Linked DNA regions of Mus musculus: all the other regions are linked to region 4. Evidence: chromatin contacts called from public Hi-C, HiChIP or PLAC-seq and promoter capture Hi-C data. All regions are on one chromosome and are shown on one strand. Each heading gives the region's core, a stretch centred on a gene start, on an enhancer-like site or on the middle of the called end of the contact. The rest is flanking DNA. Distances are from core to core; before and after follow the strand shown.

Region 1 (4,067 bases), core at 708-3,207, 740 kb after region 4:
GCTAAAACCATCAAGCTCCTCTCCATTGGCAAAGCAGCGAATGCTGACCTTTTTATGCTTTTTATTTTGAAAACTTTCAAACATACATAGAAATTGGGAAAATGCTAGGTATCATTTATGTCCAGACACCATCAATAAAACAGCATTTTAGGATTTTCTCTTAGCCACTCCTATTCCTTGATGAAGTGTGTCTGTGTCTGTGTCTGTGTGTGTGTGTGAGAGAGAGAGAGAGAGACAGACAGACAGACAGACAGACAGACTAGGGCTATTTTGCACATCCTCTCTAAGAACCTAGATGAAAGAGAGCGAGAGAGAGAGAGAGAAAGAGAGAGAGAGAGACAGAGACAGAGAGACAGAGACACTAGGGCTATATTTGCACATCCTCTCTAAGAACCTAGATGAAAGAGAGCGAGCGAGCGAGCGAGCGAGAGAGAGAGAGACAGAGACAGAGAGACAGAGAGACAGAGACACTAGGGCTATATTTGCACATCCTCTCTAAGAACCTAGATGAAAGAGAGCGAGCGAGCGAGAGAGAGAGAGAGAGAGAGACAGAGAGACAGAGAGACAGAGACACTAGGGCTATATTTGCACATCCTCTCTAAGAACCTAGATGAAAGAGAGCGAGAGAGAGAGAGAGAGACAGAGACAGAGAGACAGAGACACTAGGGCTATATTTGCACATCCTCTCTAAGAACCTAGATGAAAGAGAGCGAGCGAGCGAGCGAGCGAGAGAGAGAGAGACAGAGACAGAGAGACAGAGACACTAGGGCTATATTTGCACATCCTCTCTAAGAACCTAGATGAAAGAGAGCCAGCGAGCGAGAGAGAGACAGAGACAGAGAGACAGAGACACTAGGGCTATATTTGCACATCCTCTCTAAGAACCTAGATTCTGAATCCCCTTAACGTCACCCTCTGCTTCAAAACAACTCCATTTCTTCTTTCTAACCTTCTAGCGCTTTCAGTTCCGGTTGGTTCCCTGCTGAGAGCATCAGTCTGCTCACTCTTCTCTCCTCGGCTGGCCTCTGCACGTGGCCAAATGCACACCAAGCTCTGTAGAGCTTCAAACATCCAAACAGTGATGACGAAGTCGCCGGAGGCTCGAGTTAAAGGGCTTTAGAAACTACAACACAAACGACCTTGGCAGAAGGCTAACTTGGTTCAAGGCAAATGATCAAGAAATGAAGACCCAGATGTGTGTGGCCTGAGATGCATGGGCTTCGCCTCATCTGCTCCACTCTGAGAATAAACCAAACCTACATCTTCCCCATGTGGGTTAACAGGCTTCCTAAGTGGCGTCTGCTACTCGCTCAACCCGGACTACAGCTCCATTAGGCTAACAGCTCTTTCATTCCCAGTTCCAGTTGACCACGAGACGCTAAAGCTACCATACTTCTCTCTCCTTACCATCCCCATCGTTGCTTTAGAACAAGTACTATAAAGAACACTGGGTGGAGAAACAAAAACAACATTTGTGTCCCAGATGTTACACCTGTTCTGCGTGACCTTGAACACCCCCTCTTTCCAAGGACTCTGTATCGCCATCTGCAAAATGGGTAGGTTGGTGATGTCCTCGTGGTCCCAACCTTCTCTCCTCGGGCTCCTCTCAGGGAGACACAAACTAAATCTCAGCTCCTCCTACGCCCACCTCCCCCCAGGCTGCTCGCATTCCAAGGCACTGCATCCTTACCTCCCACGCCGAGGTTAACCTTGCGGGGATCTGGATCATCCCGGAAGTCCGCAGTGAGCTTAAAGACCAGAACCGGAGGAGCTTGCGGAACCTGGGCAAAGACTGATGGAGGCGCCATCGCGACAGAATGTGCCGAGACCTCGAGAACGAGCCGGGAGCAGCTCTGTGCGGTGCGGGGTCCGGTGACTGGAGGAGACTCTCACCTTCGCCGGCGGGCGGGGCAGCCCGCGGCTTCCAATGGTCGAGCCGCGTCCGGAGCTTGGCAACGCGCTTAACCAATCACAACCTTCCGACTAAGAAGGGTTAGGCGGGGCAAGCCTCTACTAGCCAATTCGAGAAGAGGATCTTATCGGAGGCTTGTATGATGCAACCAATGCAATGTACACCGGAGGAGGTGTGGGCAGAGGCTAGGATGATTGGCGTAGCGTGTTCCAATCGCTGAGGCTTTTATTCCTTGGGGTGATGAGGATGGTGCGGGTGGCGGGAGTCCCCAGAGGACAACCTCCTGACCTTCTGGGGCCTGGAGACCTGGGGCGGTGGCCCGCCCGTGGGGAAAGCAGAGAACAGGTCTTTCTGTACCCGCTGAGCAGGTGACTGTCGCCGCCAGGCTCCGGCGGTGCGCACGTTCCTGCGTTGGCCAGGCCCGGCTGACAGCCAAGTGTCTGGCACAGGACTCTAGTGGTCCGCTTGGACACACTGTACCCAATCGTGGGTGACCTTGACTGTCTCCACTCAGTGCTTCCCCAGAAAGAAACCTGGATGTGTTGTCTTCCTTGATCGCTGGCAGGGGAGACCCTGCAGAAAGTAAGGGATGAGCACATACTAGCTTGAGAATTTTAACACCAACCCCCAGCCCCGGTAGATAACCGGGGCCGGGAAAGCCTAGCCCTAAAGGACCTTGAAGGATCTAGCGAAGCCTCTCTCTGCAGCATTCCTCCCACGCGTGCTGTCATCATCGATTGGCACACACCCAAACTGCTGCTTCTTTCTGTCAGGTCAGGCTGCTCCTTCCCCTGAGAGTCTATTTCTGTCCAGATCCTTTCTCCACCTGTTGACCTTGAAGATTTCACATCTGTCAGCCATCCATAAAACCTCTTAACACGCTGTTTGGTTAGACATCTCTCTTTCCTGTACTTGGGCGTTTTGTTGTCGACGTTACAAGTTTAGAAAGCCTCCTGATGAGTAGGAACCTAACTCTGGAGCCAGGCAAGTTAGGTTTAGATGCCGGCTGACTCTGACCTACTTGGGCAGGCCTGTTCCTGCTCTGTAAGATGGAGATAATAGTGTTTTCCTCCAGGTTGTTGTGGGGATTAGGTGAGTTAAGACACATAAAGTGTTTAGTTGCATACAGTAAGTGCTCTCTAAATACTAGCTTTGTTATGGCGCAGGGTCCACACCCCCTCCTAGATGGCATGATGCTTTGCCTGGGATCTGGCAAACCTCCCTCCGTTTCTTCCACTACATATTCACCCAATGCTGGAAGGCGCCAATTCCTTGGTATTTTGCGAGAAAACAGCATCATGGCTTCCTTTGGGTAACATGATAAATCTTCACGAGTTTTCGGTTCAGAGGATAAACAAAAGCCATCGAACTTTGAGCACTACTTGCTAAGCTTTTCTGTCTTTTTCTTTCCAGAAACATCGCCTTGTTTTTGTTTTGTTTTGTTTTTTTAAGGAAACTGCCCAAAGCATTTCATTAATGTTTTCCCCTAAGAGTCACAAGCTAATACGGAAGGTCCATCGGCTGTGCACTTTGAGTACGTCCAAAAATCACAGCCGAAGGGCAACTGGGGAGGGGTGTTCTGCAACCTAGCCTTCCTAGAATTTAATTTAGAAGTGTCGTCTTCACAACGTTAGGCAACAATGTCATGGTCACTCCCTGCGTCATTCCCAGGGAGAAAAGCAACCCTAGGTTACCTAAACACTGTTGGTTTGGCTAAGAACAAATAAATATTTCTCTGTGTGTGTGTGCATGTGCTCGCCTGTGTTCCTGTTCAGTTAGAGTTACGTACACAGCAGCACATATGTGCAGGGGTAAATATGTACATGTCTGCAACTGGGTGTAGGGACCAGAGGTGAATGTCAGGTGTCTTCCACAGTTGTTTTCCACCTTATTATTTAAAACAGGGTCTCTCACTGAACCTGGACCTCACAAATTCTACTAGACCCTCAGGTCGATGAGCACAGGAGATACAAGCATAATGGTCACTATTGGCTCGCACATGTGTGCTGGGTTCCAAACTCAGATTCTCAGGCTTGTACAGCCAGCACTCTTACCAGCCAAATCGCCACCCCAGCCTCCCAATAAATGTGTATTGACGGTGTGCACAGCTCCACAGTCAAACCTGTGGCGATCGGGTACTGCATAGTTTTATGTC
Region 2 (4,074 bases), core at 372-2,871, 850 kb after region 4:
TGGGTCTGGATACTAAGGGAAGGTTCTCCACAGGGGAGGGGAGGCAGGCCTTGCGGCCCTGTGGTCTCCCTGCTGTTCCTCACCTGAAGCAAGATAGCAAATTGTCTTGGGCAGAAGTTCCCCAGCTTGGCTGTGGGTGAGTAAATTGGACCCACCTGAACCTCACGCTCCTTGTGAATACAGTGAGATCTTAGTACCTACCTCGCAGGACCTTCAGTGAGCCAAGGGGTGACGGGATGACTGGCTCCCAGGAGGCTTTCTGTAATGTCCGTGGACTCTACGGGCTCCACACCTACCAAAAGCACATTCCTACCTCAGAAGTCCAAGGTGCTGGAGAAATTCGGTCAGCTACCGGATGTTTGTGGTTTTTACACTGTGACTAGTGAGTATGTGCACAGGCGAGGTCAGAACCTTAATGCAGGGCTGTTGGTAACTCAGAGGCCACCAGCTAACATCCAGTGACATAGCCATTGCTACTGGGAGGCTTCAGGCCATGATGTCTTCCGTTAGCATTGAAATAAGCATGGTAAGGTATTAGGTTGTTTTTCATTGGGGGGGAAATGTGACTCACTTATAAGTCAGTGAGAAACAGGTCCTCTCATGAAAATCCGTGGTGTGTTCACCGACCATGGTGGTTTGCATTTAGGCCCCTGTCTTGTGTGTCGGAAAGAAGGCTCCCCTGGGTCCTACCCTTTTTACCTTTTCAGAGGGTGATCACCACTCAGAGGTTCCACCGTGCTGAGGAAATGGAGGGAGCAAGGTTTCTTTAACATTGATGGCAAAGTAGTTTCTAATTTTAACGTTTAACTGGTTAAATATATTTAATTATATATAATTATTTATATTTAATTGTTATAGGTAACATTAAATTGCTTATATATTGTGGGAAATGTTGCATTTTAGGCTTGGAGGAATATATATAATCTTAGGTTTGTTAATTTGTTTATTTTGAAAGGAGAAACGTATTTTGATTCATAGTCTCAAACGCTCCCTCCGTAACTAGCTGTTTCCCTTGCTCTTTAGCCTATAGCAAGGGCAATATTATGGCAAAGGAACGCTTCTCCCTTCAGAGCAGTCAGGGATCAGAGAAAGAGGCAACCTTGAGTTAAGCAGCACTCTCTGAGGCGCAGGCAGCGTTTTCTAACAAGGCAAAGGAGGAAGGGCTGCGTGGATAGACAGACCCTCACCACCCTGCAGGATCAAAGGCTCCCAGAGAGAAACAGTGTAGACACAGAAAGGACAGACACTGCCTACACCCGAGCATCTCCAGTGCGGCCTCCAGACACCAATCAAGAGAGGGGTTAATGTAGGCTCCAGCAGACGCCAAATACTAACTACATGTGGCTTAGTGTTCCATACCTGCCCCACCTGACAGTGTTGGGCAGAACATGCTGAGGTATGGAAGCACTAAAAAAAGTTGATGTTCCCCCTGTGTTCCAGGAAGTACCACCAGCATGCAAATTTCCACAGAAAATCGAGAGAGAGAGAGAGAGAGAGAGAGAGAGAGAGAGAGAGAGAGAGAGAGAGAGAGAGAGCACTTCGAAGTCCTCTCCATTCCCACTCAAGATGAGTTAAAGCTGAGTCACTGCCCTTGGGTGGCGTCAGTGTTACAGAAAGTGACCACCAGGGGGCACACATTCACCACTAGAAAGCCTTGGGCACTGTTTCCCGTCCAGAAAACAAGCCAAGATGGAAGCCTCCTGCTGGCTGGGGAGGAACACAGGCTCTTCAGAAAGAAACACAAGGTTCTCCTTTGTATGCTTTACATCTAAAAGTTATTGTTGTTTCAAATATTGACGAAGGCTGCTGTGGGGAAGCAGGATTTGCCCATTTCTTTGATCTAACCCAGAGTGGCTGCCCATATCCCAAGCTGTATTCTCTGATTGCCTGTCTCAGTGTCCCAGATTCTCACTTGGTAAGCCTAAGGCCATTTAAGTCAACGGTTTCAGACTATACTCCTAAAATGTAGAGGAAGAAAGAACGAGAGAAAAAAAGACAGACAGACAGACTAAAGCTGCTTTCTGTGAGGAACTAATGCATGTTTTACCTTCTCAACCTCTGACTGACTGATGATGTTGGCCAAATCCCTGGCTGGCGTTTCAGATTTCCAGGGCTCCCTGCTCTTCACTTCCGGCTGCTGACATGGCTACAGTCCTGGTGTGGGCAGCAATCATGGTGAGGATCCTGTTAAAGCTGAAGATGGGGCTATCTCACACCAGTCAAGGGGTGTGTGTGGCAGATTAGGGAGGGTGAAAGCTGAGGCAGAGTGATTGCTGCAAGTTCAAGGCCAGTTTTGTCTAAATAAGTGAGACCAGGGGCTGGAGAGATCACATAGCAGTTAAGAGCACTGCTAACCAAGCAGGAGCATCTGAGTTCTAATCCCCAGGACCACAAATGAGTAGAGTCTGATCACATACAACATACATACATATATATATACACATATACACACATATATACATATACACACATATACACGCATATATACACATATTTCTTATACACAGACATGCACATATACATACACACATACACTATACACACATATACACACACACATATATATACATACATTCACATATACACACATACACATATACACACATATATACATATACACACATATTCACTTACACACAGACATGCACATATACACTATACACACCTACACACATACACACATATATATATATATACACATACATACACATATACACATAGATATACACATATACATACACTGATACACATGAATACATACACATTCATACACATACACACCACAAACACATACACAGACATACATATACATACATACCACATATACACACGCCACATACATATACACACATACATACACATTACAGACACCACATACACACACACACACACACACATACTAATTAATTAATTGGTTAAAAACAAACGTACCTCTTTAGTAAGTTAAACAAACAAATAATGAGGTCCTGTCTCAAAAGGAAGGTATGCAGAGACTGGGGTGCTCACGCTTAATACATTGTTGGTGGGACTGTAAAAAGATACAGCTACTAAGTTAACCAGTATGACGGATCCTTAAAAAGCTGAACTTAGAAATACCACGTGGCCCTGAAAATGTAGGTGTGCCATATTGCCAAAAGAGTCGAAAGCGGAGACTCAAGCAAATGTGTACACATATAACGTCATTACAACATCATTCAAAACAAGCAGGAGCAGGCCGATGCCCATCAAAGCATTAACAAGCCAAGCAAAGGGCAGTTATGTGCCCACGGTGGCAAATTACCCAGCCCTAAGGAGTAGAAACCCAAAACACATACTACAATGTACAGGAGCACCGAGAACACTTTGCTAAGTGATATAAAGCAGGCTGGGAGTGGCAAATCAGTTCCACTTTCCTGAGATACCTGGAATGGACATCGTCATTGCCAACGGCTGCAGACAGAGGACCCTGGGAAAGCACTGTTGCAAAGCCACAGTCTCAGTAACGTGACAGTGATGGCTGGTGACACAACATCAATGTGCCTAAAACCACTGAATTGTGCACTCGGAAATAATTTACGTGGTAACACTTTATATTACGTATGTTTTGCAAAAATGAGAAACAGAGTACTCCTGGGTCCTACAACACTGGCTCCACGGGTTCAGGAGAAAGCACAGGAATTCTCAATTTTTAGCCCTGTTATTTTTATTTTATCTCATGTGTATGGGTGTCTTGCCTGCATGTATGTCATAAAGAACAATTATATGATGGGCCAGGACGGGTTGGTACCCATGGGTAGAAGGGGAGGGGACAATGGGGAAGGAGTGGGAGGGTGGGACTGGGAGGAGAAGGGAGAGCTTCCATCAGGATACAAAGTGAAGAAAGGGAAGGAGGGAGAGAGAGAGAGAGAGAGAGAGAGAGAGAGAGAGAGGGAGAGGGAGGGAGGGAGGGAGGGAGGGAGAGGCAGGCATAATATACGGGTGTCCCTTCCCATTCAGAACAGCAGCAGCAATAAAACAAAAAGGTAGAGGGGCTGGAGTGTTGGCTTGATATGCAAACATGAAACTCACACCCACATGAAAACTGGGCGTGGCCAA
Region 3 (4,110 bases), core at 1,135-3,634, 910 kb after region 4:
AGATTTATAACTCAAAGAACAATACTTCAAGGGGTTAAAAACTATTCCAAAACACCTTTTGAATTAGTTCTACGTCTTCCTCTCTTTAGGAACTGTTCTCTGGGACAATTAAATTATCTATATTTATATAATTCTGTGGTTAATACCAAATTTATGCAATGTGCATATCTGTGCATACATGCATATCTGTGCATACGAGTACATGTATGTGTTTGTGATTGTATGAGTGCATGTGTGTGTGTGTATGAGGGTGTGTGGGTGTGGGTGTATGTATGTATGAGGGTGTGTGTATGTATGTATGAGTGTGTGTGTGTGTGTGCATGTGTGTGTATGAGGGTGTGTGGGTGTGGGTGTATGAGAGTGTGTGTGTATGAGGATGTGTGTGTATGTATGTATGAGGGTGTGTGTGTGTGTATGTATGTATGAGGGTGTGTGTGTGTGTGTGTGTATTTGTGTTTGTTTAGGGCATGGTCTCACCAAGAAGTCCAGACTGCCTCACAGCAATCTTCCCACTTCAACTTCCTAGTGAAGTGCTAGGGTTACAGACTGCACCATCAAGCCCGGTCTGATTTGGTCTTTTTGAGCTAGGGTCTCACATAGCTTACACTGACCTCAACCTTGCTAAATAGTAGAGGATGACTCGGACTTCTGATCCTCTCTCTGTCCATGTCTGCAGGGATCACAGGCAAGCACCGCCACACTCAGGCTTGAGAGTTGTTTGTTTGTTTGTTTGCTTGTTTTTGCTTTTCTGTTATTTTAAAATGTGGTGCAGGGGGCGGGTGTGGGTGTGTGTGTCGAACACAGGGTTTCATGGTCTGTGCCAGGAAAACGCTCTACCAGCTGGTCTACGTCCCGAGCCCTGCATTTGCCTGCACACCTTTTGCTCAGTGCGGTTCCAGTGTCCCAGATTAAGTGTGACACTAAAGCATCGTGGTGGTTGACCAGAGTTCTGTCATCCTTGATCTGACCTTTGTCTACTTTGTCTTCCCCTTCTGCTACTCTGATAGCTGGGTTGCCATCTTACCTTGTCCTTTTTCCTTGAACTGTACATATTCCTGTCTGTCCTGGAACTCACTATGGACGATAGGCTGACCTCGAACTAACAGAGATCCACCCACCTTTACCTCCAAGTGTAGGATTCCAAGACTCCAGCCAGCTTCTTTTTTGTTTGCTCTTTTTCTAACTCAGGCCCAGCTGCAGAGCGCTGAGTGGAGTGTGTTCCTCTGCACCTGTCACTCAACCTTCAGCCTGTCTTTGCTATGATACCTCGTCAGAGATAGACAAGCCCAGTCCCTTTCACTACCAAAGCTGCTTTACTCTTTTGAGAGCTTCGATTCTCTGCCAAATGCAGTGACAGTGACTGTCACTGGTTACAGCCAGCTTTGAATAAAATTGTCCCTATTGATCTCCTCTTGGTCTTCATCCCCGTCCAGGTATTCATTTACGTCCTGTGTTGGCGGCGTTTTATAAGGGATGGTGTGACTTAGCTTTGGGGATGTGTAAGAGCGGATACTCCTGCTCTCAAGGATAGGGAGTTAGTGGGGCAGACAGGCACATGGTTGTAAATCGAGGAGTAACTGAAACAGAAGGTGTCTATAAAAAGATGTGGGGTCGGGTAAGATTTTTGGAGGAAGACACCCTTAAGCCAAAGGTAAGACATGATCAGGAGCTGATAAAGTGAGAAGAGCAGAATGTACAAAAACCATCAGGTCCCAACACTCAAGGGTACACATGCTGGAGCTTAACCAAGAGGTGAGGAGACCCAGTAGGTGCACCGTGGACAGTAATGAAAGGGACAGGTTGTAAAAACTTTAGATTTTCTGTCATTCAAGAGACTTCTTCATGCAAAATGAGACACGGGGCTGGTGTAAGCAAGAGTTAAGGGACTGTTTCTTTTGTGTTACCATAGGGCCCAGGAGGACAACAATACAAATGTTCATGATCTGCACCCAGTAGACAACCAACGTTGAAGAAATGGACACGAGTACTTTGATGCAAACGTCACCGGCTCTAATTTTTTCTCACAGTGTTTCTATCATGAGAGATGACAGTGATCCTGGGATATCAGTTTGTGGGCAAAAGGGACGGGATGGAGGAACTGCCAATGAGGGAAGAAAGGCTATGAGCAAGGGGTGCGTAGCTGTGATGAGCATTCGGAGACCCACCCACAGGAACGGTGGAAGCTGCAGCGGTGAAGGCCACCGCAGGGAGCTGGCCTTGCAGCAGCAGTCTGTGGCCTCTCCCGTGCGGGCTGCGGGTCCCAGCCCGCCCTCCAGGCGGAGCCTGGGTGCGACGACTTTTCCATTGGTCACGGCCGGGAGTCCAGGGGCGGGCATTCGTGGCCAGGCACCTTTGGGGATTGGTGTCGTTGTGAACAGACGCTCAGTTTGTGACCGCCGCGGCTTCGCCGGTGGCTCCGGCTGCGCGCAGGGCGGGCCTCTCCGGGTCCCCTGCAGTCATTGGCTCGGTGCGGTTTCCTTGGGGACGTGGCGCCGCCGGAGGCCGGGCCTCCTTCCGGCTGTGTTGGGAGCCACTGGGAACCGCTGAGGACCAGGACCAGGCCGGGCTGTGCAGAGGGACGAGCGGGCCTCGGGATTCCCGTGAGTGGGATTGCGGGAGAGCTGCGGGACGGATAGGGACGAGGAGAGGAAGCGGGGTCCCCTGTCCCTACCACCTGGGGTGGCGTGCTCCGTGAACACTGAGCCTGTCCACAGGAAAGCCCCGCGTTCGGGATGCACGGTAGGATCCTCTGGGCCCGTGGGAGGAGAGAGAAGCGACACGGAGTGAGGGTCAGTACAGTGGGAAGGAAACGTGCAGTCGCTGCGGGGATCAGGTCCTTTGGGCACTGTCTGAAAGCCAGCCAACCCTTTCTAGGCTGCAGGCTTAGGAGATGCCTGGGACTAGGAGGCCACCCTCTCAAAGCAAAAGGAAACGGAGGTGACAGACGTCGAGACCACTGAAGGGAACCCATGGCTAGGTAAGGTTTGCACTCATTATATCTGTCAAGGAGCTGAGTGGAGGGTGGTAGCAGGGGCGCGGGGGGGGGGGCGGGGGCGCTGGGAGGCTAGGTGAGGTTTGCCCTGAGGCTGCGCCTAAACTTTGCATCCTGGTCAGGTGTATGCAAAAATGTCAAAGCTGCATTCTTTGGAAAGGCCAGTCGAATCATTTCCAGCCCATAACCTGGGGTCTTGAGAGTAGCAGTGGTTGTCTCTGAAAGGTGGTTGAGTTAAGGCCAAAGACTCAGTTTTGACTGTGTATCTGTTAAAACTAATTTTAAGAAAGGTCTCCTTGTGTCTATAATTTGCTAAAGCATTTTTAAAAAAAATCAGTTAAATAACTTGTGTAACTATCTGGTTTCTTGACAGCATGGCTAGTGGTCGGTCATGTTGCAGCCTCTCTGATTAGCCAGTGTTAGGAAGACCCCACCCCCCCACCCCTGTGCCCCCCGCCCCTGTGCCCCCCTCCCTTTGATCTTTCCACCAACAGTAGATTATTCAAGCACATCATGTCTTTCTAAACTGCATGATGGAAAGAAACACTATGAACAATACAGGTGCTTGCCTTTCATTTGCAACTTAAAAAAAAAAACCATTTAGACTTCTCTTGACCTGGGATTTTTGCCTTTCAGGGTGTTCATCTAGTTTTAAAAACAGTTTTAAAGCGGTAATTTATGGAGAGATTTTAGGACTTAACAAATGTTTGTCTCATTCCAGGATCAGTTTTTCCTACCTCTGCCCAGCCTCCTGGTACTTCACTGTGCCCACAGTGAGCCCGTTTCTCCGTCAGCGGGTGGCATTCCTGGGACTCTTCTTTATACCCTGTGTCCTTTTACTTCTTTTAATCATGGATTTACGACACTGGGCCACTTCGTTACCACGGGACAGGCAGTATGAGAGGTAAGTCAGCTTTTGATCACTTTGCTCAGATTGGTTTTGAAGTTACAACCTTACGTTTGTAGTTCAGGGGACTGACCCGGGGTCTTGCACGTGCTCAGTAAGCATCATGTCACTAAGTTATGTCCTCACCCTCTTTAAATGTTTAATGGTGGAGACAGGGTTCTCACTAAATTTCCCTGGCCTCGAACTCACTCTGTAGGCTCATCTTGAACTT
Region 4 (3,756 bases), core at 642-3,141:
CCCACCTCCACCAGGACGGCCTGTTCTGTAATTACCTCCTCTTCCTCATCCTCTGACTGCTGGAGCTTCAGCCGGAGGCTCTCAGCAAACTCCTCATCTGTCCAGTAGAAGAGGACCTCTGCGCCCTCGGTGGCCACCAACACGCACTTCATCTTCCAGGGAAAAGCGAGGGCAAAGGTCACATCCGTGAGTTCAGCCTGGGTAAGGAGATGGGCTTCAAAACAATGGACACTCACGGAACCCTCGTCTGCATGCCTGCCATCACCCAGTCCTTCTGGGGTTCCTGTCTTTGGTTCCCCCAATGAAGTAGTGACATGGGGGGTGGGGGCAGGGCTGGAGAGGGGGAGGGGGAAGAAATGTACAAAGAGGTGCATGTGGCAGTTCAGTTCGCTCCTCTCATTCTGCTCTTCAAGTGGGTGCTGCCCACCTCTCCACCCTCCATCCTCCAGGAGAGGAGCATGGTTTACCTTGGCAAAGCACACAGCAGGGCTTCTGAGGAGCTAGATACTCTGACCAGGTCAGCAGACAACAGCAGCACAGCATCCTTGGGCCTGCAAATGCTTAAGGCAGAAAAGGCATGAAGGCATTCAGAGGGTCTGGTTTCCACTGCCGCCTGTTCCTGAGAGTGGACAACCTGGACACGGGCTGAGAAGTCACAGGTTCCCCCATTTTAAGGACCACAAGCTAGAAGGTGTCCTTTATGTGGAGCAAGCGTTGATGACACATTAGCTCCTACCTCCTCTGCAACTGGACAGTTTATATTTGGGTCACTCATTCACACACAGGTGGGGTCAGCAATCCCACCCTGAGCAGCCCCAGGGAGCGGTGAGCAGGGATGGGTTACTACACAACCCATCGCAAGCTGGCAGGAGGTCCCAGTGAAAAGCTGCATTCGGGTTTGGTTCTGGTTGGGCTTTCCTAAGGTCCCATTCAACTCAGAGATTCAAACTCCTCTTGGGAGGCCAGGGAACAGAGCGCTGTTGCACCTTCCTACCGGGTTACGGGGTTCCTACCAGCCAGGTCGCAACCTCAGCCCAGTAGGCTCATCTTAAGGACAAGAACGGTGGGTAGGTGTTATTCTTATTTCCCGGCTTCAAATAACAAGAGAAATAAGCTGCCTCTGGAATCCTCCCATTTTGATAACAGGCAAGAAGAATCTAAGGCGGAGGAGGAAGGTTTGATCCTGGGGATTTTGAAAGCAATGAAACTCTGAGCCTGGCTGCACCATTCTCGGGCTTGCCTTGATGGTAACTTCCGGTAAGCACCCGCATACTTTTCGGTGGGTATCTGGTTTTACGGTTGCGGCTAACCTCATTTTCTGATCTTTGTTCTCTTTATATTTTGCTCTAAAAGGAGGAAACTTTGAAGAGAAGGGCGATTCTGAGAAAAATCCCCTGCACCCACTTTTACCACCCGGGTCACAGTTCTCTCATTGTCCCTAGCAAACTGTCCCCGTGGCCTCTGTCCCGCCTAACACAGCTCAGTTGGGGGGTGGGTGCGAGGGGTGGGGACTATAGCCTGTGATGCTCCAGCAGGAGCAGCTGGCCTAGGAGGGAGTCTCTCCCTGCGCCGCTTAGCACCGCCTCACTGCGTGGCTCCGCCCAATAGCTGCTTAGCACTCTTTCAACGACACCCAGAAATTCTGACGTACCCTCCCCCTCTCCTCCCGGGGACGAAGGCCTGGCTTGTGACGCCCGCTCCAAAAGGCATGAGACTGATGCGGGTTTCCCCGGGTGCCCGGGCCTCTCCAAACTGGGAGAGCTTGCCGGAGGTGCCCACCGAGGGGCGACCCAGGACTGCGCTTGGTCACCCACGATGCCCACGTACCGGATCCGCGGCTCGCACCGCCCAGCGTGTAGCCAGCCTGCGGCGCGCTTCCGGGTAGGACACGTGACTCAGCCACATGACCGGGGCCTGCTTTGTGGGTTCGAGCCCCGCCCCGTCAGGCATTGCTCACCCTTCAGGCTACTGTGCTTGCTGGTCACCCGCCGCTAGGGAGCCGTGCCACGTTCACCCTGGCATAAGTAGGTATCTCACTGCCTTTAGAGGCACCAGCTGAGCCGGTGACATTTCTAGAGTCTCTTTTGCTTGATTTAGCTAAAGGGATTCCCCACAGATTTACAGAAGGGGCAACTGAGAACCCCGAGGGAACCCCCTTGCTGAAGAAGGAACAAATGGAACCAGAACCCAGGTTTCCTTGCACCTTCACCTGGCCCTTCCCAGCCTTTCGTTTTCTTGCCGAATCTAGTTGTAGGTGAAAGGTACCCTTTTTGTGGGTGCTTTCCCTTACTTACCTCCAGGGGGCGGAACCCGTGTGTCTTAGTCAGGGTTTCTATTCCTGCACAAACATCATGACCAAGAAGCAGTTTGGGGAGGAAAGGGTTTATTCGGCTTACACTTCCATACTGTTGTTCATCACCAAAGGAAGTCAGGACTGGAACTCGAGCAGGTCAGGAAGCAGGAGCTGATGCAGAAGCCATGGAGGGATGTTCTTTACTGGCTTGCTCAGCCTGCTCTCTTATAGAACCCAAGACCACCAGCCCAGAGATGGTCCCACCCACAAGGGGCTTTTCCCCCTTGATCACTAATTGAGGAAATGCCTTACAGCTGGATCTCATGGAGGCATTTCCTCAACTGAAGCTCCTTTCTCTGTGATAACCCCAGCTGTGTCGAGTTGACACAAAACCAGCCAGTACACCATGCAGAAGAGCCCAGCTACCTTTGGGCTCCTTGATTTACAAAGGTTCCCAGTCTGACTGAGGGCTGCATACACATTAGGGCTTTTGTCTTGAACCTGCGAGTGATTGCATACTATCAAGATTTTTATGTGTATTTGGAGGGGCAGAAAGAGTGAAGAAGGCCAATGGAGTCCACAGAAGAGGTTGGGCGCCTACCACAGGTCCTCATTGGGTACCTTGGTGCTTCTGAGAAACTTTGTGTACGACCCAGCATGAGCACTCCGCACCCACTAGGCAGAGGCCAAGAGCCAGTGCTGCGGCCACTCTAGCTACCTAAGGTACAATTAAACAACATCGCAAACGCCTGCGCCTGCGCCTTCGCCACCACCCTGCTCAGCCAGGCTCCACAGTACAGCCACAAGCATCAGTCTCCTGGAGTCCTGAATCTGCCGACACTATCCTGACTTCGGTCGGTCATTTCCCCCTTGTTTCAAACAGTTTGTAAGCCTGAATAACTGTTACCCGTGAACAATTTATAACTAATCTAGTCCATGTTACCTGATGCTAGTGACTTGTGTCTTGCAGATGACTAAAGAATGGCGCCGATCATCTCTTCATGTGGTTTTTCTCTTCATTTGTGTAGCTTTAAAATTTTTTTTGCTTTCAAATAAACATTTATTCATATCTTCTACCCCTTTTATTATTATTATTATTAATCTATTTTTAGCCATTGACTTATTATTGGATTGTAAGATTTCTTTATGTTGTAGATATGTTTTAAGTTAGATATATATTAAAAATACCATTATTTGATCTGTCTCTGTGTGTGTGTGTGTGTGTGTGTGTGTGTGTATGTTTAAGTGTGGCCCATGAGTACATGAGGAGTTTACTACTTTTTGGTCAGGCTAGCTGCCAGCAAACTCTAGAGTTACCTCCTGTCCCGGCCCAGTCATGAACACCTAACCTAAAGTCCTCATTTTATAGATGAGGACTCTGAGGGACGGAGAGTCTGGACAATTTCTCTTCTGAAGTGATCAAAATGGGTCTGGTAGTGCTGCCGTGGCCTGTGGATGTGGCT
Region 5 (4,310 bases), core at 1,318-3,817, 690 kb after region 4:
ATCCCAACGTGATCCAGGAGCTTAAGTTTGATGAGAGGAACAAGAAAGCCCCAGAACACTACCTCTACCAGCGCAACCGCCCGGTGGACTATTTTGTGCTGCTCTTACAGGTGGGTGTCAAGGTCAGGGGACTTCCGAGAGCAAGAGGAGGGCACCTGCAGGGCAAAGGGGAATTCCTCGGGCTTTGCTTCCCTCATTGCACGGTGCCTAGAGAACAAGGCCAATGGGTTGGGCGTCCTTGCATTACCCACAGGAAAGCCACAGGCATGTAAGAGTGGTATCCCGGGATCTGTAGCTTCTCCCATGGGCTTTCACCTTAGCACTCGAGCATGTTGGGGGGACAGTAAGAAGCCTGCATGTTCAGTAAAGGCATTCTCCTTCTGAACTGAAAGAGCCTGTGGAATCCTGGTATCTCGGGGTGTCTGCTTGAGTGTCCCCCACTGCCTCCTGATATGTACATGACTCTTCTTAAACCCTTTCTTCTGTTGATCTGACTCTCAGCATCTCTGATTTCCACACTGGCCCTGTCTCTGCCTCCTGGACCATGTGGGATACATTTATTCTCTGTGGTTCCCTGAAACATCTCTCTCTGTAAGGGCCAAGAAGGAAGGCAATGACTGAATGAAAAAGGCTATCAGTTGCCTACCCTGGGTACCTGGACAGGCCTGCCTTATGTATCTGTCACAGCTGGGTATGATGACACATGCCTGTTATCCCAGCACTCAAGAAGCAAAGGCAGGAGGATACCTGTGAGTTTTAGAATAGTCTGATCTACATACTGGGTTGCTGGCAAGCCGAGCTACGTGGCAAGACTCTGTCTAAAATAAAATTAATTACTTAATTAAAAGTGTCAGGCAGAGTTCCACTGGAGCACAGCTTATCCTGTCCTGGCCCCACCGTGAGCTCCGTCACTGGCTCCATGTCTCTTCCCAGCAGAGTTTTATAGGCCCTAGAAACAGTGATGGCTTAAGATCCGAGTCAAGATCACATTGAGTTAGAACTGGCCGCTGGCCATACAGTCCACCTCAGCCTATCCCGTTTATGCCTTGATTTGTCTCATATATATCACTCCAAGCAACCTCAGTAATGATGATTCTACCCCCATAAATGGGGTCCTTTTCTTCACCTTAGAAATGAATTGTGTTACACTGTGTATATAATGCAAGGACACATGCAGTCCTTCATAAGGAAAAGCTTTCAAATAAAAAGCTGAAGGGGATAAAATAGAAAAAAAGGTAGTAGTCTCAGGAATTGGAAAGATTTGCCTTCAAAATGTCATTGTTTCTATTTGCTAGCAAACCTTGGCTAATCCAGTGAACCTCTCTGAGCCTGAATCAATCCATCTGTCAACTGGACATAAAAATGTTACATATGCCAGGTGGCAATGTTCATTTTAAACATTTTATTATGGAAAACTAGCCAAAAAGTAGGAAGAAGGAAAAAACGTAACTATTACCTAGCTTCAACAACTGTTGATATTTTGTCAAGAATTCCTAATCCTCCCGTTTGCAAGTATTTATTTTGAAAAATGCCAAGGTGCCAGGCGTGGTGGTGCACACCTTTAATCCCAGCACTTGGAAGGCAAAGACAGGCAGATCTCTGAGTTCAAGGCCAGCCTGCTCTACACAGTGAGTTCCATGACAGTCAGGACTACACAGAGAAACCCTGCAGGGTTGACTGAGAATCCACAGGTGCACATAACAGTAACAGCTGCATAAATGCAGCTCTACACTCATGGTAGTTATTGCTATCATTGACAATGAATGCTAGTTATCACTGTCACCAGTGGTGAATTCAACAAGAGCAGGTTCTATCTCAGCCAGACCCAGAAATGGTCTCGTCTGGGACACTGAGTCAGTAAAGCTGTTTACTATGCTCTGGCTTACTGGTGCTTTAGGCCTGTGTCCTCGAAAGGCAGCTACAGTGTAGCAGGAGAGCTTCGTTATTCAGGACCACGTGCTGCTTTAGGGCTGATAAAGCTGTGAATTCACTGCAAGGGGCTTCTGAAGTCGGAGCTTGTGTTTCTGTAAAGGAAATCTAGGCAGAATTAACACTTCCCTGTGATCATGTGAGTCCATTTGTCCGTGCCCACAAAAGTCCTTGGGGTCTGAGGGAACCTGGAAGACCTGGAAGTGCCCATCCCAGCCTCAGTAAGTTCCTTACCCTCCTTCTCTCTCCAGGGGAAAGTGGAAGTGGAGGTTGGTAAGGAAGGCCTTCGCTTTGAGAACGGAGCCTTTACCTACTATGGTGTTCCAGCCATCATGACCAGCGCTTGCTCAGGTATTCTAGTTCTTAAGCCGGGAGTTTATCAGGGAAGCAGTGGGGCCCACCAAGAAAGATCTAGGCGGAAGTCACGACTCTTGTGTTGACTCCTGTTAAACACCTTCAAAATAAGCTGTTTCGCTTCCTTGGCTCGGGTTTCCTTCTGTGCAAAGACGGCATAAAAATAACTTCAGATTTTGTTTGGCTTTAAGAGGAAGAAAACTGAGGTGGGGGTGGAAAAGGTAATCTTGTAGCAAGTGCTGGGGTGGAGACCCGGCTTTTCCGAAAGAAAGGACACGTTGTTTCACGCTCTTCCCTACTACCCTCCTTCCTGCCTGATTCCTGCAGGGCTAATTGGTGCTGGGGTGGAGTAGAAGTGGAGATTTCCATGAGACATTCTGTTTTCTGAATTACTTCTGAAACCCACTGCACCCTTCTGTCCTTAGATAATGACGTGCGGAAGGTTGGAAGTCTGGCTGGATCCTCTGTCTTCCGTATGTATCTCTCAAACCCCTTCCTCATGTCTTCCCTGCCATGGTCCTGCCTCAGCCCACTCTGGGAACCTGAACCAGGCTATTTGAACATGGGCTGGGTTAACGAGAATGGCTGAATGCCGGCAGCTTCCTTGTAATGCTCTGCCGGGAACACTGCCTCCCACCAGGTACCCACAGAGCACGGAGGCTTAGCTTTTGTGTGCCTGGAATGTGTGCCTTGGCTTCTCTGTTACTGCACAAGGGATGAGCGGAAGTGTGGCTTGGGGGGGGGGGGGGGGCATCATGAGTTGCCACTTGTCAGGGAATGCAGGAAGTTGAGCTGTATGCTCTGATGGCCGTCCTTTTCCTTCTGTGCGATGGTAATTCACCCTTGGCCTTTATCTGAAGTGCTATAATATTTTGTTTGGTTTTGGTTTTGGTCTATGATGTTTGTCCTTAGGAAAAGGTAACTGTGGCGTTTGGTGTTGTGGCTCAAGGCTAGTGAAATCTGTTGCTTAGCCATTGCTCTTTCCTTGCCTACAGCTTTTCTGTCGGCGACAAGGTGGCTGCCAGCTGGCCATGCATGCAGCTTGGGGGTGCGTGCGGACTGGCACAGGGCTGGTGGCTGGCTTGAACTGCCCTTCTGTGTGCTACCTTCTTGCTAGTTTCTGTGCAGAATCAGTGTGTTTGTGTGTAGAAAGCATGGCTTCGATTGTGATCCGAATGTAATCTAGAAAGAATTTTCTCTAGAATTCCTTTAGATTCATTGGTTTAAATTTTGCAGTGGCCACTTTAATGTCAAGTGGGGTATTTCCTTTCATCATAAAAGAGATTTTTACATAGTGTTTTTATATTTGAATTTATCTGAAGGCTTTGAAGCATCATAGGCCAAGAACAGCAAGTTAAATGTCACTTCAGAATGAGAAAAAAGGGCAGGGTGTATAGAGCAGTGGCCAAGTAGTTGTCTAGTAAGGTCAAGGCCCTGAGTTCAAATCCCAGCCCCACAAAAAATAGATAATAAATAAATAAGTTTATTAATTAAAATTCTAATAAGGAAAGGTGAAGAAATGATTTGTCCCAAATCACCTAGCCAATTGATAACTTAGCCTGGATGGGACATCTCCTGTTTCATGACTATTTCACGCAGCACAATGGATACAGATTTTTAGATCATTGTGGTCCAGAATTCAGTCACTGTATGGACATGATAGGGCTGTTAAGATGCTACCAAGAGGCCGGGTATGGTGGTGCACGCCTTTAATCCCAGCACTTGGGAGGCAGAGGCAGGCGGATTTCTGAATTCGAGGCCAGCCTGGTCTACAAAGTGAGTTCCAGGACAGCCAGGGCTATACAGAGAAACCCTGTCTTGGAAAAAAAAAAAAAGATGCTACCTAGAAATTCTGGCTCTGCTCTGGCTCTTCAAAAAGAGCTGTGAATAAAGAAAAACAGAAAACAAAGAGTATCATAGATCTCGCCACCTCCTTCCCTCCCCAGTTCATATGACATTCTTTAAAAAGGCCCAACAAAAGAGGGTCCGTCAGGAACGGACCCTTGCTGCTGAGTCAGATGAGACTG
Region 6 (4,015 bases), core at 610-3,109, 970 kb after region 4:
AAAAATATATAGAAACAACGCCCAGCAACAGTTAAGACTGAAACTGGTCCTGATAATGAAACTCCTACTAATAAAAAGCCAACCTGTTCTAAGGCAGAGCAGGCTACCAGTTTCCCCATCTGTAATGGAGCGAGCTAGAGTAGATGAGGCCCAACGCTCCCTTTTTGGCTGATAACCTGATTCACCAAGAGTAAATGACTCACCTGGTCACTCCTCCCAGAATAACTGCTCCAGCCACTGTCCCACTGCACACCAGAAGCCATCGGCCCACCGCCCGCTCGGCTGCCCTCGAAGGAAGGGACACTGTCCCTTTTCCGGATTGCAGAGCCACTTCAGTGATGGTGCTGTACTGTCCTGGCCTCAGAGGACGCTGGCTGCCACAGCTGCTGCCACACTAAGGAGCAAGACAGAAAATCGTAACTGAAGAATCTGCTACCAACACTTATCCTCAATTTAACTGGAGTAAAGCCCCTGTAAGGCTGCATTTCACAGCTACCGCTCTGGTTAATCACCGACTCTCATCTGCACTACTGAGCCCTTTCTTACTGGGTTCTCAGTCTCTAAATGTGCTATTCCCTCCCACACACTTCCATTTATACTACCCACTGGAGATCGGGGCTGGCATCGTTATGCCCCAGACTTTCCTGGATCTTACAACAGGTTACTGTCACAGCACAAAGTACCTTCCCTACCACAAGCCTTAACACACAGTCATGTATCAGGTGATCTGTCCCTATGCCCCACTAAGCTGGGAGCTCTTCCTCTTGCTCCCTTTGTAGTACTGGGTCCTTACACAGCAAGACCTAATACATATTTGGTACTCGAACTAACAATTGAATGAACTGACTCCTCAAGGGCAGGCACTATGTGGGCATATTTTTTTTTCCAGGAACATAACAAACTCTAGAATTCTCTGGTTTCTCTTCACACCATAAAGATCTTTCACCTTTTACTACTGATTATCAGAGAAGAGAATACATGTCTTCTTTTGAGTCTAACACTAAGAGCAAAAATATGTTGGCCGGGCGGTAGTAGCGCACACCTTTAGTCCCAGCACTCGGGAGGCAGAGGCAGGTGGATTTCTAAGTTCAAGGCCAGCCTGGTCTACAAAGTGAGTTCCAGGACAGCCAGGGCTACACAGAGAAACCCTGTCTCGAAAAACCAAAAAAAAAAAAAAAAAAAAAAAAGTATGTTCAGTTTCCTACTTCTAAGTAACTGGGTATCTTAGACAAGCAACTTAAAGTAAGTCTCAATTTCCTTCACTGTGGAATGGGGCTACATAGGAGTTCCTGACTGCCTGGTGGCTTTTAGCAAAAACCAAATGTGCAAATAAATGCATAAATAAATAAAATAAAAAGAAAAGAAAAATTACTGAGCCTTTATCACGTGCTAAGGGTTTGATGTATATTTAAAATTTTAATCCTTACAAACACCTTGTGTAACAGGTCGTTCTCCCATTCTACAGAAAAGGAAATTGAAACTTAAAAGCTAAGTAAATTGGTCAGTCATACACAGCAGTGGGTAATATTTCCGGATCCGCATTCAGGGAGGTGTCGGGACACAAGGAAATATGTCCTGAAATGAGAAGGCGAGCCGGACTTGCAGGGCGGTCCGTTTACTTTATCCTGGCCTTTTTTATCCCAGCCCGGCTTCCGTGATCCGAGCCAGCAGGAGTGGGTACCTGTGTTCTGGACGCCACCCTAGGGACCAGGAGCCCGACATTGCGGCTCCCCGTCAAGGCCCTCAGGGACGGAAGGAGCAACCGTTGCATGCTGACAGTACAGCGCCACTGCCGGAGCGCCCCAGCGAGCTGCGGTCCGCTTCTCCGCTCCCGAAAGAACAAGCACTTCCGGGTCAGGCGTCGTGCGCGCCCCCTCGCGCTAGGTTGGCCACTGCGCGTGCACGCACGACTCCCTGGGAGGCTGCCGGGCACGGGCGTCGGGGACGCGCCTCCTCCGTCGCTCGCGCGGCCGCGGGGACTCAGTGGAAACCGAAGGCGAGCGAGGGAGGAACGCGGGAAGCATGAAGAAAGGGGCTTCTTGCGAGCGGAAACAGGCGTGGATATCGTCGGGGAAGGCGGGTGCGGAAGGTGGCGGGGCAGGGGGGCGGTCGGCCGGTGGACCCCGGGGTGGGTCCCGGCTTGCCAGGCTTTCCCGCGGTCGAGTTTCTCAGTGCTCCGGAGTCCCGGGCAGTCACGCAGTCCCTCAGCTGCTCCTGGATCCCCGCCAGTCTCGCAAGTGCCCTCAGCGTCCCGCCGCCCCTAGGGCCACAAGAGGGCACCATACCACCTCCCTGTCTCTGTGGTAGATAATAAAAGTGTGGTGACAGCTCTACAACCTAGAGCTGCCACCGAGGGTGGCGAGTGGGATCCGTTCCCACAGCCATTGCGTAACAGATGACTGGTTGCTTCCTGCGGGAGATATGCCTATTAATATGTCAAGACAAATAACTTTTATGAAGGATAAATATCCCTAAACAAAACAGCAAAAGGGGCAATGCTCTGTATTTTGCAAATCTCTTTTAATATCTCACTTGATGGAAGGTAGTTGGATTCTCATACCTGTCTCAGCGTGTTTAAGTGTTCTAAAGCTGCAGTCCGCTCCCAAGAGGCAAATACAGACACAGACTCCCCAAAGCCATCTGGAGTCTCTAACTTTGAGCACTACTGCTTCAAATGTCTTTTTTGATCCCTACTTTTTGCTTTTTGCTCAGGCTCCTGTTGCAACAGTTTGTAGACATTCCCATACTTTTGTATGGAGCTCCTGATACTCCTTCAGCATCTTCAGCCCCACTGGTGGGGCTGTTACCAGATTTGTGGAGTTACTGTATTGTTGTTTACGACCATTGGTTAATGTTTGAATCCTAATCTATGGGACTGATAGTCTTTTATTAAATCAATGACTATTGCAACTTATTAGGAGGTGACAGATTTTTGTTTGTTTCTCCAAGTAATCTTTCATCATAAAAGCAATATCAGGTAGAAGAAGTCAAGCAATATAGAAAGGTAAAAATAATTCCAAATTCATTGCCCAGGAGTAACCACTATTAGAATGTGGTGACTGTTCTCGCAGAGATCAATACATGAAGCATGAATTAAACACTTTAAAAGTGTGTTGGTAATTATTGTGTGGGGGTGGGTACATGTGCCATAGTAAGTGTGTGGAGGTCTGAGGACAGCTTTGTCGAGTTAATTCTCTCCTTCCAACTTTAAATACATTCAGGGAATGAGCTCAGGTTGTCAGACTTGCACAGTAAGTAGCTTTACCCATTGAGCCATTTTCTAGGCTCCAACATTTAAAACTGATAACTAAAAGTGAGTTATATGGGCTGAAGAGATGGCTCAGCGGTTAAGAGCACTGACTGCTCTTCAATTGAACCTGAGTTCAATTCCCAGCAACTACATGGTGGCTCACAACCATCAGTAATGGGATCTGATGCCCTCTTCTAGTGTGGGTCTGAAGACAGCTGCAGTGTATTCATATAAATAAAAATTAAATAAATCTTTTTTAAAAATGAGTTATACATTTAACTTGCAGGAAAACCCCAAAGCTGCTAACACCACACTTTTTATTATCAACATATGAATCTGTAATTCAGATTTTACTGTATATTTGACTTGTTAGCATGGTAGGACCGACCTTTGCTTTCTGAGAGGTGACTATAAAGAATCCTTATAATGACCTTATTAAGGAACTTCACGTCAACTATAACGACCAGATGTTTATCTCATAAATAAGAGGTGAAACTAGGGGTTTAGTGAGAAATATATAAACTCAAGTTATTGGAGTTCAAAAGAAGTAGATAAAAGTTTCTACTTTGGGAGGAAAAAAAAAAAACGTGGAAATGTGACTTGGTATGGTCCTTGGAAAAGTTTAGCATTCGAAGATTAAACTAGAAGGGTTTTGTCAACTGAGATAGTATAATCATTGGCAAAAATGGAGACTGAAGGGAATGAGTCATAAAGAGGAAACCCTGTATCTTAATGGGTTTGAATGCTTAGTATGAGAGCCTTTAT
Region 7 (3,784 bases), core at 293-2,792, 830 kb after region 4:
AGGCCGCTCTCCACGTAATCCGCATTCATGCCCTGTCTACAAGTTTCCTAGGGCGTCGTCCTCGGTCACCGCGCCGCCATCCGGCGAACCCTTCTAGTTGAGGCCGGTCTCTCCCAAACTGTGAGGTTCTACGGGGGCGGGGGGGGGGGGAGGGAGGGAGAGAGAGAGAGAGAGAGAGAGAGAGAGAGAGAGAGAGAGAGAATAAATAAAAGCAAGGGCGGCCTACTGAGGAACCCTACGTTGAAAGCGGAACTAGTTTGGTTTTCCAAGGCCTGCTGCCCACACCTTTTGCTCTTAATCTCACAATAGTGCCCCTTACCACTCAGGGGCTAGGTATGTAGGCGGGTGGATACCAGAAGGTGGTCTCCATCAGGCAGTTTTCTGAATCTGAGGCTGCATTTAGTCTCCCTGCAGAACACAACCACGGTTTCAGAAAGAGAGAAATAAGGCGTTTCAGAAAGTTGAGGCCTAGGCTCGGGCTCCCGATTCCCTTCAGAAGGCTGCCTGAGCTGCAGCCACAGCGGGGGTCCCCTCCCTTCTGAGACCAGAGCCACCCAGTGTGTGCAGTGGAACACCAGCCCGGTCAGAATCAATGCAGGCAACAAACACTGCTCTGACCTCCCACAAAGAACAAGGGTAGTTACAAGTATTGAGCTCTTTGCTTTAAGTAGACAACTGTGCTATGCTTCCGGCCTGGTTATCCTTTAAAAAACAAAAACAAAAAAACTCCAACAATAACCCTAGAAGAGGCAATTCGGCTCCTTTATATTGACCAGGAAACTGAGAACGTCCAAAACCAAATACTGACTCAGGCCAGGCTTCGAAGCATAGAGCCTCTGCACACTAACAGAACTCGGTCGTCTTGTCTTCTACAGACCTGCTCTCTGAAGCCACTTCGAGGGCTGCAAGGGCAAGTACGGTCTGGACCCTGCCCTCAGGGACTCACAATCTAAAGTGACAATCGAGCGGACACTAAGTACAGCTTTGGCACTAGATGGGAGAGTGACAAGTGACATTACTGAGCAAGTTCCGAGGAAGAGGACCTCTAGGTGAGGTGATCTGGCGGAGTTTCCTTGGAGGTATTTAAGCTTTTCCTCGGAGAACAGCTTTCCACTGTGGAAATGAGGGTGGGAAAGGCACTCCAGGTGGCGAGGACAGCTAGAGCAAAGGTGAGGTGGAATTTGACACGTCGCTCATATTTCCACAGATACAACACTCCTCTCCTTAGAAATCCGCAGTCTGGCCTCTCAGAACTGCCCCTGGTCGGGAAGGTGCAGCCAGGTGGAGCGGGAATCGGTGATTCGGACACCCGGTTTTTTGCAGCTTTTCCCACCGCGACTTGGATCTCAGGACCCTATTCTAGTCCCTGTCTATTTCTGGTAGCGCAGCAACATCCCACTGGGTGGACGCAGAGGGCGTGGCCCACATACACAAGAACCAATTGGGAAGGAGGCCAGGATGCCGACCCCGCCCCTTGACGTGACGCAGGGCCCCCGGACAGAGGCTTCACAGCCCCGGCCCCAGTCCTTGCAGTGGCTGTAACAAAACCCAGACCCCCAGGTCCCGGCCAATGGAGGGGATTTAGACTGGACCGCGTCTGTCAAAAGCTCGACTCCGCACCACCGCGGAGTCCAGAAGAAGAGCTGGAGCCACCGCACTCCCTCCCCGCCCCCGCCGGGATTTATTGAGTATTTGGACTGGACAATTAAGTGGCCCTGATGATGTTACCAAGCCCGGTCACCTCCACCCCTTTCTCAGTCAAAGACATTTTGAATCTGGAGCAGCAGCGGCACTTCCACGGAGCTCACTTGCAGGCGGAATTGGAGCAGCACTTCCACTCGGCACCCTGCATGCTGGCCACGGCTGAAGGGACGCAGTTTTCCGATGCAGGGGAGGAGGACGAGGAAGAAGAGGGAGAGAAACTGTCCTATTTGAACTCACTAGCTGCTGCCGAGGGCCATGGAGATTCGGGTCTCTGTCCTCAGAGCTATGTCCATACAGTTCTCCGAGACGCTTGCAGCGGGCCCAAGGAACAAGAAGAGGAGGTTGTGAGCGAACGGAGCCAAAGTGAGTAGAGGGGGAAGGAAACGCGTCCGCACACCTGGGGCAATGGCTCAGCGCCTATAAACCCACAAACCGTGCCTGCATGGCCACCCGCCCCTTTCACATTCGGCTAGGGTCATGCCTATGCCAGGTTCAAGGACAGCTCTGCAAAGCACAGGTACCTGAGATGGTGCTGGGGCGGGGATAAAAGAGAAAGAGAGAACAGCTCTTGCCCGGAGCAGGGACCCGGAGCAGTCCCCGAGGGAAGGAAAAGTGATTATTGCAATCCTGGTTCCTTGAGTAATGAGTGACGGGGGCCCAGAGCCTGGGTCGTAACTTGTCCGTTGTGTGTGTGTTCTCTCGCACACCCATCTTCTCAAAAAAAAAGGGGGGGGTCAGTTTTCTGCCATTTTTCTGTCTTTCTTCTAACGTGAGGTGAATTCAGCGAGGCCAGGGCAGTCACCCCGGCTGTCCCGAAAAGGCAGTGCAAGAATGTTGTGTTTGGGCCATCCTTTCGGGCAAGACTTTGAGAGACACCAGCTTACTTCGGAGCTTGCAGTTCTTACGTTCGAACTGCAAGGAGGAGAGGTGGTGGCCAATGTGTGGGAGCTCGATCCATATCAGATGACGGCAGCAAGTCACACCCAGGAGGTGAAGGCCTCTGAAAAAAAATATCGTAATGCTCGCTTTGTTTCTTATACTGCAGGCGGAGTGGAATGGTTAAAGTTCCTGAATTAGTTCTGAGTGGGATTCTGGCCATTCAGCAGATCAGAGGTGGGGCAGGCAGGAGAATCAGATAATTGAATAAGCCCATAAGGAAATGTCTGAAAGGGAAACAGGATCAAATAATCTCTTCTCCGAGTGGAGATTTGATCTGGCTGAGACCAAAATCTTTTCTCTAACAATTCTCCAGGCCTAACACAGACATGAAACTGTCTAAATCGGTCCATCCAACTGTTTTTCCTCTGTAAGGTAACATACAGATACTGTCACAGACGCGTTCTCAGTAGTTTTGAAAATTAAAAAAAAAATCAATTCTTGAGCTGCACATACGCCTTTCACTTAGATATTTCCAAAGAGAAACAATTTTTGCAATCAACCCATGCATCCAGGCCTCCAGTCCCCAATACCAACTCGTTCCACACCTTCAGGGGAGTGGAAGGCAAACGAGTTTGCAGATACGGGGTCCTGTTCCGCGGTCGCCTGAAAATTGTTATTAGCCCCTGGACCGGCACATTTAATCTATTTTCTCGCTGATGCTCAAATTTAATAAATGCGAGCTAATTACTCTCACCGAATACGCCTTCTCCCGGTGGAGGTGCTCCGCCTGACGCGGGGGGGATGGGGGGGGCGGAATTGGGCTCCAGAAACTATGAACTTTCCCCAAAACTAGCATTTACTACGGGAGTGTTTTGTGCCTCTGGGGCGCAGGGGTGGTATCCTGAGAACTAGAAAGGCTAATGTCTTGCTTCTCCCTTAGAAAGCTGTCAGTTGAAGAAGTCTCTGGAAGCGGCGGGAGACTGTAAGACGAGCGAGGACGGCGAGAGGCCGAAGCCGCGGAGCCGCCGGAAGCCCCGGGTGCTCTTCTCGCAAGCTCAGGTCTTTGAGCTGGAGCGCAGGTTCAAGCAGCAGCGGTACCTGTCGGCGCCCGAGCGCGAGCATCTCGCCAGCAGCCTGAAGCTCACGTCCACGCAGGTGAAAATCTGGTTCCAGAATCGCAGGTACAAGTGCAAGAGACAGC

What was found. Promoter capture Hi-C pulls out the DNA fragments that hold promoters and counts their contacts. Hi-C and Micro-C count contacts between places; a contact is called where the count stands out from the background. HiChIP or PLAC-seq counts read pairs in DNA pulled down with a chosen protein or histone mark. Capture Hi-C pulls out chosen DNA fragments and counts their contacts.
Region 1: a contact with region 4 is called in a promoter capture Hi-C map of liver, with 5 times the contacts expected there. The contact joins the promoter of Got1 here to the promoter of Hps1 in region 4. A contact is called at or near these places in 20 of 39 promoter capture datasets (the 3T3-L1 cell line, 3T3-L1-derived adipocytes, the C10 cell line and 12 more), 1 of 15 datasets of contacts at CTCF or cohesin (pro-B cells), 5 of 484 Hi-C or Micro-C datasets (B cells, CD4 T cells, the N1E-115 cell line and 2 more), 18 of 115 datasets of contacts at active chromatin or transcription factors (the NIH/3T3 cell line, Th17 cells, bone marrow-derived dendritic cells and 12 more) and 4 of 9 other capture datasets (adipose tissue, embryonic stem cells, liver and 1 more).
Region 2: an H3K27ac HiChIP or PLAC-seq map of embryonic stem cells shows a contact between it and region 4, with 7 times the contacts expected there. The contact joins the enhancer-like site here to the promoter of Hps1 in region 4. A contact is called at or near these places in 5 of 39 promoter capture datasets (the 3T3-L1 cell line, embryonic stem cells, hippocampal neurons and 1 more), 4 of 115 datasets of contacts at active chromatin or transcription factors (embryonic stem cells, large pre-B cells and pancreatic cancer cells) and 4 of 9 other capture datasets (adipose tissue, embryonic stem cells, liver and 1 more).
Region 3: a contact with region 4 is called in a promoter capture Hi-C map of liver, with 4 times the contacts expected there. The contact joins the promoter of Entpd7 here to the promoter of Hps1 in region 4. A contact is called at or near these places in 2 of 39 promoter capture datasets (embryonic stem cells and liver), 1 of 484 Hi-C or Micro-C datasets (CD4 T cells), 1 of 115 datasets of contacts at active chromatin or transcription factors (pancreatic cancer cells) and 1 of 9 other capture datasets (adipose tissue).
Region 5: a contact with region 4 is called in an H3K27ac HiChIP or PLAC-seq map of embryonic stem cells, with 10 times the contacts expected there. The contact joins the enhancer-like site here to the promoter of Hps1 in region 4. A contact is called at or near these places in 10 of 39 promoter capture datasets (cranial neural crest, embryonic stem cells, frontonasal cranial neural crest and 4 more), 10 of 484 Hi-C or Micro-C datasets (bone marrow-derived macrophages, cortical neurons, embryonic stem cells and 3 more), 13 of 115 datasets of contacts at active chromatin or transcription factors (the NIH/3T3 cell line, SST interneurons, bone marrow-derived macrophages and 6 more) and 5 of 9 other capture datasets (adipose tissue, embryonic stem cells, liver and 2 more).
Region 6: a Hi-C map of CD8 T cells shows a contact between it and region 4, with 6 times the contacts expected there. The contact joins the promoter of Cox15 here to the promoter of Hps1 in region 4. A contact is called at or near these places in 2 of 39 promoter capture datasets (the 3T3-L1 cell line and pre-B cells), 1 of 484 Hi-C or Micro-C datasets (CD8 T cells) and 1 of 115 datasets of contacts at active chromatin or transcription factors (large pre-B cells).
Region 7: a contact with region 4 is called in an H3K4me3 HiChIP or PLAC-seq map of embryonic stem cells, with 6 times the contacts expected there. The contact joins the promoter of Nkx2-3 here to the promoter of Hps1 in region 4. A contact is called at or near these places in 22 of 39 promoter capture datasets (the 3T3-L1 cell line, 3T3-L1-derived adipocytes, the C10 cell line and 13 more), 2 of 15 datasets of contacts at CTCF or cohesin (embryonic stem cells and stem cell-derived epiblast-like cells), 3 of 484 Hi-C or Micro-C datasets (B cells, the G1E-ER4 cell line and embryonic stem cells), 11 of 115 datasets of contacts at active chromatin or transcription factors (embryonic forebrain, embryonic hindbrain, embryonic stem cells and 4 more) and 4 of 9 other capture datasets (adipose tissue, embryonic stem cells, macrophages and 1 more).

Annotation. Positions count from the first base shown.
Region 1 is chr19:43,522,648-43,526,714 of GRCm38.p6, forward strand. It overlaps Got1 (glutamic-oxaloacetic transaminase 1, soluble), which reads right to left and starts at 1,958. Exons shown (of 9, transcript NM_010324.2): 1 at 1,691-1,958. The coding sequence starts at 1,808.
Region 2 is chr19:43,629,435-43,633,508 of GRCm38.p6, forward strand. The region is part of intron 1 of Gm34922 (a long non-coding RNA gene); the gene reads left to right. Among named protein-coding and RNA genes, the nearest start is that of Gm4311, 11 kb to the right of the region's middle. Within about 2 kb of position 1,622, at least 50 of the 459 cell types and tissues checked have an H3K27ac peak or open chromatin away from gene starts, as enhancers often do. A contact at or near this core is called in embryonic stem cells and pancreatic cancer cells, where this site is marked.
Region 3 is chr19:43,687,305-43,691,414 of GRCm38.p6, forward strand. Entpd7 (ectonucleoside triphosphate diphosphohydrolase 7) reads left to right here and starts at 2,385. Exons shown (of 13, transcript NM_053103.5): 1 at 2,385-2,600; 2 at 2,875-2,977; 3 at 3,714-3,896. The coding sequence starts at 2,970.
Region 4 is chr19:42,778,087-42,781,842 of GRCm38.p6, forward strand. It overlaps Hps1 (HPS1, biogenesis of lysosomal organelles complex 3 subunit 1), which reads right to left and starts at 1,892. Exons shown (of 20, transcript NM_019424.3): 1 at 1,828-1,892; 2 at 468-560; 3 at 36-197. The coding sequence starts at 152. Gm16244 (a long non-coding RNA gene) reads left to right here and starts at 946. Exons shown (of 2, transcript XR_386720.3): 1 at 946-1,257; 2 at 1,354-3,488.
Region 5 is chr19:43,469,669-43,473,978 of GRCm38.p6, forward strand. It overlaps Cnnm1 (cyclin M1), which reads left to right. Exons shown (of 12, transcript NM_001373992.1): 4 at 1-110; 5 at 2,181-2,280; 6 at 2,709-2,756. Among named protein-coding and RNA genes, the nearest start is that of Cnnm1, 31 kb to the left of the region's middle. Within about 2 kb of position 2,568, at least 11 of the 459 cell types and tissues checked have an H3K27ac peak or open chromatin away from gene starts, as enhancers often do. A contact at or near this core is called in embryonic stem cells, where this site is marked.
Region 6 is chr19:43,751,141-43,755,155 of GRCm38.p6, forward strand. It overlaps Cox15 (cytochrome c oxidase assembly protein 15), which reads right to left and starts at 1,860. Exons shown (of 9, transcript NM_144874.4): 1 at 1,682-1,860; 2 at 204-394. The coding sequence starts at 1,771. It overlaps Cutc (cutC copper transporter), which reads left to right and starts at 1,883. Exons shown (of 9, transcript NM_001113562.1): 1 at 1,883-2,080. The coding sequence starts at 2,023.
Region 7 is chr19:43,610,783-43,614,566 of GRCm38.p6, forward strand. Nkx2-3 (NK2 homeobox 3) reads left to right here and starts at 1,543. Exons shown (of 2, transcript NM_008699.2): 1 at 1,543-2,067; 2 at 3,524-3,784. The coding sequence starts at 1,719. It overlaps Gm20467 (a long non-coding RNA gene), which reads right to left and starts at 1,274. Exons shown (of 4, transcript XR_001782682.2): 1 at 1,020-1,274; 2 at 320-408; 3 at 1-128.